Regions from separate parts of the Anas platyrhynchos genome. Here region 1 is linked to region 2. Evidence: chromatin contacts called from public Hi-C data. All regions are on one chromosome and are shown on one strand. The core of a region is the stretch at or near the end of the contact, and the rest is flanking DNA. Distances in the headings are between cores, read along the strand shown.

Region 1 (3,743 bases), core at 980-3,479, 68 kb after region 2:
CCCTCCTTCATCCTGTTTGCAATCCTATTCCAGTGTTTTAGCTTCTAACCATTTCGGTAATCCCCACTGCTTCTTCTACAGCTGTGGCTTCCCAAATTCTGCTTAAAGAAACACTAGCTCATCTCTCCCCAGCACAGCTCTTACCTCATTCTCTGTGCAAGTGGTTGACTACTTCTCCTAAGGCATTAGCATCCAGCACAAGCCTCTGGATGTCCAGTAAGGTCTGGGCTTATTTTTGTTTATTTATTTTTTAATCTTATTATGATGAAAAAGGAAACGGGACCTCCTAGCCAAACTGCTGATGCGTCTTCCTACATAATGTATTCCTAAAGCTGGGCGCTAGCTGGACACTGATGATTTTGCCTAAAGGAATTTCTTCTTGTGATATGACCAGGAACCAAACAAGCTCCTGGCTCATCCATGAGACAGTCAAACCAGCAAATGTTAAGGCTGAGAAAGAGCAGCCAGCAGCAAGCTTTGGGAAGAAAGGTGAGCAAAACCATCCTGAGCTCTCTCCCTGCGCTGCAGAACCCCAAAGCACTTCCCAGCTCTCAGGAAAGGCACGTCCTGCAGGCACACATTCCTCCCCATCGCCACTGGGAGGAAAACCCCTGGTGGTGTTTGTTTTAGGATTAGGACAAGGTTCATCAGGCCAAGCAAACAGAGCAGCATCCTCCCCAGAGCCGCCCCGCTGGCATGAGGTGTGTTTAGCCCAGGAGAGCGCTCTGGGACAACACTTTCCCTTCTGTAGCTGCTCTGGGCCAGAGGGAAGAAGCGGCTGAAGCCATTTTTGTTGGGAAAGGAAAGCTCAGTCCTTTCCTAAGAAAGCAAAAAGATAAAGACAGAGGACGTGATACGCCCAGAACAAGATTTTTCCCTCAAGCTGCCAGCCTGGATGAAATAAATCTCAAATGTAAACTCTCAATAAATAAACTCTCAAATGTAGGTTCCATCTCTTTCCTCCTTTCTGGGGTTGTACACAAGCAAAATAAGCCACAGTAATCCTTTACACAGGAACAGGCTGAGAAGCGGAGAGAAACGACCTCAGCATCCCCCAGCCTTATCCCAAATCCCTCAGTCTTCCTCTCAGCACTCGGTAGAGCAGAAGAGGCAGCGTGAGGGCACAGCTCCCTCTGAAGCACTCTGCTATAGTCACTGGGTGGCTCACACTACTACTGCAGCCACCCACAGCCACCTCACGCCCAGACCCTCACATCTCCAAACCTGCTGGCACCGGTCTCAAGCAGGTTAAAACCCCAAACCCTTTTGGAACAGCACCACCACCGCGTGCCTCTTGACCCTTCCCACAGGATTGAAGCCAGATGAGCTGCCAGCCGCGAGCCCCCCAGCACGGCTTTGACCCCTTGGCATGGCTGTGACCCCTTTGCTGCAATCCAGGCTCCTCTCACCCCCTGGACACCCCAGGAGCGAGGAAAGCCACCCCCCATCACCCCAAAGAGCGGGATAACCCCCCTCTCCCCTCCACCCCTCTTTACCATGGCGTCGTAGCGCAGCAGGTTCATGAAGTGGACGGCCTCCTGGCCCTTGTAGCGGGAGAACCAGACGGTGCCCTGGTACTGATCCCCGGCGTCCAGCAGCAGCACCGCGCCTCCCCCCGGGGCCGCCCGCTCGGCCGCCACCCGCGCCGCCCGCCGCGCCACGCCGCCCTCCCCGCAACCCCGCGGGGCCCCCGCGCAGCCCCGCGCCTCCACCCGCGCGTGGACGTCGTTGGTGTGCAGCACCGTCAGCCGCAGCCGAGCCGCCGCCGATGGGCAGAGGGGCAGGGACAGGCACAGGGACAGCCACAGCGCGGCCACCCGCCGCCACATCCCTCCCCGCTGTCCCCTCGCTCCACCCCCGCGGTCCCTTCTCGGTGCCCCCCGGTGCGCCCCGGTGCGCCCTGGTGCGCCCTGGTGCGCCCTGGTGCGCCCCGGTTCTCTCCCCCCGGTGCTCGCGAAGTGGTGGCACGGGAAGGCGAAAAGGCAGCCGGCAGCGAGGGGACAAACTCCAGGGAGGCTCCTCGGTGAGTGGTTGGGCTGCTGGAAGGGCTTTCTCAACCTTTCGCGGTGGCTCGCAGCGTCCCACCCAGCCTTTCCCCTCCTCCTCTTTTTTCTCCGGCGGTGCTGAAAATAAAAGAGCGAGCGGCTCCTGCAGCCCTCGGGATGGCTTAGGCGGCTCGAAGGGCTGCTTTAATTAGGGTTTTAGTGTTTGCAGCTCGTGGATCGCTTTCAAGAGGATTTCCGTGGTTAAATGCTGAGCGTACGGTTGTGGCTTGGCATGTGCCTGCTGAGGGGAAAAAACAGGAACGCCGATGCCCTAAATAAACAACTCGCGAGGGGTCCTGTGCCATTTCGGTCCATCAACGCAGCCCCCAGCCTGCCCCTTTAAGCTGTGTGCCCACAGCGTGTCCTGCTCCTAATAAACGAGCAAATTATCCGGAGAATGAAATTGTGGAAAGTGAGCTTTTCATGTGCTTTAACTTCCCTATAAGTCCCTGCACCCTATGGACAACCTCACATTGTAAGCAGTGACCAACTGGTCGATTACCAATTAGTTTATTTATTAGTTTATTTATTTATTTATTTATTTATTTATTTATTTTCTTAAAAGCAGAAGTTTCCCCATCGCATGAAAAAAAAAAAAAGTGACAGTTTCCTACAAGCGTTGCGGAGGCTGCACGCGTTGCTCCCTCCTTTCCGCCGGGTGATGTCACGCCACGGTTTCCTGGGCACCCAAAGTCCGTGGGATGGAATCTGAACTCATTTGGTCTGCTTTGTTTCCCCAGATGGCTGGGAAGCGAATGAACCTGTATTTTCTTCCATGGTGGCTCCGCTCCGCTGTCCCCATGCTCCCACGCGTGACGTGAATTAAAATAGCTCTGTGGCATCTCCTCATTTCCTTGGATGACTGTGCTGTGCCGTGCCTATCCCATCCCAGGAAAACCCTTCATGGCACGAGCCACGTTGGCAAAACCCAGAGTCGTATTTCTTCTCCTCCTTTCCACATCCCCCTCCCCTGGCTCTTGCAGACTGCCTGGCTGGGATCCAGCCCAAAGCCAAGACATTTACATGTAGGTGTCCACAAGTAGGTGCCCACGCCTGCACCAGTTTGGTTGAGCTTTCACTGTGGCCACTGGAAATCTGGTCAGGACAGTCACTGGCATGCAGGGAGTGTTCCCGTTGCCCTGCAGCAGACACAGCAACTTTATAAGTTTAAACAGATCAACGCTGGCAGAAAGTAAAAACCACTTGTCCTGAAGTCAGTCACGTCCCCTTTGTCCTGATCCTGCAGCCCTGCTCTGAAACTCCTAGACAAATAGCAACACGGGCATTATCAAGTACCCCAAAACTCCTAGGAAGTCACCTTTTCAAAACCAAAGACAACTCTGGCCAGCCACTCTCCTGGATGGCCAGGTTTGCACGCGTGTGTGCACGTAACACCATTTCTCTTGTTGTCGCCTTATCCTTCTTCACCAGTCATCATTCACAGCCACGTTATTTTTAAAGAAATGCTTGTTCTGCCCACCACAGCTATGTGCAAACATAGAGACACAGGGAAAAAAAAATAAAAATAACTTAAAAAAAGAGGTAGGGAGCAGAACATCCTTGTACACACAATATTGTCTTTGACTTGCCCAGCCCAGCCCAGCTCAACCACAAACTCCACCGAGCTCTTCCGTGTCTGGAACGGGCGTGCTTTAGTCTGGGCTGGGAGAGTGTGTCAGAAACAGCCCGGGATGCCCT
Region 2 (3,897 bases), core at 126-2,625:
GGTAACCACCAGCAGGCAACTCAGGCTTGCCAGGTGAGGTTGATAAAGCTGTCTGCTGCTTCCCTTTGAGAAAAGTCTGGCACAACTCCTTATGCTAGCTGACCCCCTTTCAAATGGAGTTTATGTAGACAATTCCTCTTTTTTTTTTTTCTCTCTCTTTCCACTGCCAGCTTATGCTTTCTTGCAGCACCTTGCACTCTCTGGGCATTAGACAAGTAACCTGACAACCCACTCAGAAGCTGAGGCAATGTAATGCTTACCAGAAATGTGTGTTGCAAGACAAAACCATAGATTTGTTGCTTCAGAAATAAAGTTAATCAGGGAAAAGCTGTGTTTTGTGCTTATATTATTAACAAACAGTGTAAGAATTTGTAATGTTTTATTAGCAAGTTAAAATTTAGAGGTAAAGATCCCTAAACTAAGATTAATTTAGAAGAAAGAAGATTAGTACTTAAAATCCTATGAACTCTACTGAAGTAGGTAGTTGCACCTATATGAATTGTTTGGGATTTATCAAGGTATTTATACTGGTTATCTTCCAATATTTTATTGAGTTATTTTTCAAGTATATGGGAATAAAGCATAGTTGTAAGTAATCCAACTACAAAACTACACAACACCAGTCTGAATCTGTTACTTATGCAGCATGCTGTTCAATAAGACTGTGTAATGTCTTGCTTTTACCAGCTTTTTCCTCATTTTAAATAGGCGACTTTAAAATTTGAATGTGTTACTCTATACTTAGTGATTTTTTTTTTGTCACTGATGCAATTGCAATTTCAGTTCTCTGGTTTCTAATCTAATTGAGTAATTACTGTGTTTTTCTAATATGTTACCATGAAAACTTTTTTTTTCCTTGATAGTGACTAAAATCAGCGTTTTCGCATACGGAGCTGCTTCTATTCCAAGTGTAAACAATGCAGTAAAAATTCAGGATTTTCATTTAATTACAAATCATAGTTTCAAATCATATCAGCTTACAATGTATTTCCTTTGTTCTTTTTTTTTAAGAGTTGTTTAAATTTCATAAGAATAATTGACAATCAGGAAAAAATAATTACTTCAGTATTTGGATGTGGTTTTCATCTATCATTGGATCCCACAGAGCTTTGCATGCAAGTTGGGTGTATCTCTTTTGGGATGTTTGACTCAGTAACTGTTTACAATTAGCAGACTGGGCCTTTTTCTTTTAGCAAATTTCTCCATTATACTGGTAGTTGTGTTTTTAAGTTTTTCTGCAAATTCTGGGAAAATGCAGCCAATTTAAAAAATGCTTCTGAGCAAGTTATTTGGATCTTCCACTGTGTCACTGGAGGTTTGGGATTTTACAAGTTCTTGATGTTCTTTTAACCATTCTCCAGCCCACTGATGATTAAAAGAATGTCTCTGCTAACCTATGGCACGGCATGAAAGTACGTGGCACAAAGCTGTGTCCAAGTAGAATTAGCCAGAATACTGGATAGCCAAGTGTCAATAAAATAGCAATGTCTTGGTCCAAATTACTTCATCTATCTTTTTGTCTGTAGAATATTAGTAGTACAGTCAGAAAATCTGTTTGCTAATCCCTTGGCTTCCTTACACAGCGTAGCTATTTGCTAACAATATTGCTTCCAAAATGTCAGCTGGTGACAAACCAAGCCTTACAGTTGTCTTATCTGCACACGATTAGCTGAGGATTGCTGTATTCCTCATGCCAGGCTGCTTGCTTTGAGGTGCCTTTTCATGCAGTGAGTTATATACTTGATATACCGTGCTCAACCCTATCTGCTGCTAACAGCTCACCTTCAAGATGCGTTTGGATGCTGTGTAACTTGGGCTGACGTTGCTGTAAAAATCAGATGCTGAATAATGTAAAATGATGCTATAGGCATAACATATTTGCTTTTCAAACATCCTGTTGAGGCTATTTTTTAATACAAAAGATATTTACATTTAATACGTATGCAGAACCATTTGGGGGTTTGCATACGCATTATGCAAACTGAAAGCTTTGATGGCTTTTCCATATGGTCATTAGCTAAGGCAGGAGGCAGCTTTCTTTGTTGTGCCATTGCTCAGCTGTCACAATGCAGTTTTACCGATGTCTTTGCTTCTACTGTAATGTCCATATATGCTTAAATGTTGGTATATTTTTAACCATTTTGTTGCATTTTGCAAAGTTCTGCTATTATGATCTCTTTTTCCGCTTAATTTAATTGCAGTTTAGTTGCACCTAAGACTTCCTGTAGTCCCCATTTGCATACAGTTTTCCCCCAAAAAAGATACGGAATTAGGTATTTTTCTCCCATAATCAACTTCAAGTAGTTTTAATGTGATTTGTCACCCAGCATACTGTATTGCAGCAGATGGAAATTGGCAAACCAGATTAAAGTCTAGCTGATATTTTGGCACAGTGATTTGGAAGTCGGTTTTAAGTTCTTTATTTTATATTTTTAAAAGGGAATACTATTGAATTAAATGGCATCTAAGTATTAGAACTTTTTGAAAAAGTTCTGGTGAAAATTTTCTTTTGGATGAGGCTCAGCTGAAATACCAGGAATGTATCTATGTCATTAAAAGCTACATGAGAAGCTACCAACTTTATAATAAAAAGTTAACAAAGCCGCATGTGTACTGAGCCAGAAGATTATTTGAAATTGTGTAGTATAGAAGGTTTTGGAGTAGCCAGTATGGAAAATGCAGTTTTGACTAGCTGAACTGGGATGGGTGCTTGCAGTGTCCTTATTCTAAAGGTTTTGAAGATGTTAATTCAGACTCATTCAGACTTCAGATCAACGAACTAGGAAACAGTCACTGTTTTCAGATATGTGGAAACTAGGCTAGATTTTCCTTGCCCAAAATCACATAGACAATATATTAAAGCAGATGTTGGTGTATAATTCCAGTTTACACTGAGACATTTTACTTAAGTCATTCCTGTGTGCACAAACATACTGGGAATGTTATGTATTTTACTCATATAGAAGGCAGCTCACTCTGCCCACGCAGCTTTCTTTTCAGTCACTGTCTGTTGAAGCATCACTGACCGTCTTTATTCCAGTTTTAAGTAGTAAAATATATATTGTGGTTCGATTAATATATATGTATTTTCTTCCTTTCTCTTATATGGTGACTTGTTTTACAATACTGCAGAAATATTACTGATGATGAATCCTCTGTGGATGAACTGAGAGGCACGCTGCGGTTTTTTGCATCTGTATTAGTACGGAGAATCCACAAGGTAAGGTGACTTAAAGGTGTGAACATTGTTTTTCCATCTGAAATAACTGTTACCCAGCTGTAGTTAGTTCTTTAATTTTTGTTAAATGTCAATTCCAAAGTCAGTCTTACAGACAGTATAGGCAGTTTCCACGTAAGTTTCTTCTTTCTGTTATCTATTTCTTCCTTCTGGAGCTTATTCCATTCCTAGTTATAAAACACCTTGGAAGATTCTTGCAAATTGATATATTTTTTGACACCACTGTAAGGCATTATTAAAACCTTGGGATGATCTTTTAGCTGTCTTTTAGTGAATTAATCTAAGTGGGGAAAAAAATTGAAAATTACCGAGAAAACTATTAGGAAGTTGTTGATGGTGTACCCGTGTCGTGGCTTCTCATTCCTTGGCTCTTTAAATGCAGACAAGGTCCTCATGTTGTCTGTGGATGACAGAATGTGAGTAGCTTACTGTAAGAATTAAAATAATATCATTCTTATCTTAACGTAGTTTTTAAGAAACATTCTGCAGAGTAAACTTCAAACATTCAAATTATTTGTTAGCTACGTTTAATACATTAGCACATATACCCAGTATTCTTGTAAAGTGCTTCAAGCCTGTTCTACAGGAACTGCTGCTAAATTTCTGGCTGTGCTAAGCAGGAAGAGATGCTAACTCAGCCTCCAGATTTGTTCAGTGCT

The links. A called contact is a pair of places that touch in the nucleus more often than the background predicts.
Region 1: a Hi-C map of subcutaneous adipose tissue shows a contact between it and region 2, with 4 times the contacts expected there. The contact joins the promoter of NT5E here to the enhancer-like site in region 2. A contact is called at or near these places in 3 of 8 Hi-C or Micro-C datasets (liver, skeletal muscle and subcutaneous adipose tissue).

The regions. Positions count from the first base shown.
Region 1 is chr3:83,853,068-83,856,810 of IASCAAS_PekinDuck_T2T, forward strand. It overlaps NT5E (5'-nucleotidase ecto), which reads right to left and starts at 2,230. Exons shown (of 9, transcript XM_027454936.3): 1 at 1,497-2,230. The coding sequence starts at 1,829. It overlaps LOC140002229 (a long non-coding RNA gene), which reads left to right and starts at 1,884. Exons shown (of 2, transcript XR_011808475.1): 1 at 1,884-2,023; 2 at 2,786-3,743.
Region 2 is chr3:83,786,291-83,790,187 of IASCAAS_PekinDuck_T2T, forward strand. SNX14 (sorting nexin 14) reads left to right here. Exons shown (of 29, transcript XM_038177708.2): 6 at 3,133-3,220. Among named protein-coding and RNA genes, the nearest start is that of SNX14, 13 kb to the left of the region's middle. Within about 2 kb of position 1,376, at least 1 of the 8 cell types and tissues checked has an H3K27ac peak or open chromatin away from gene starts, as enhancers often do. A contact at or near this core is called in subcutaneous adipose tissue, where this site is marked.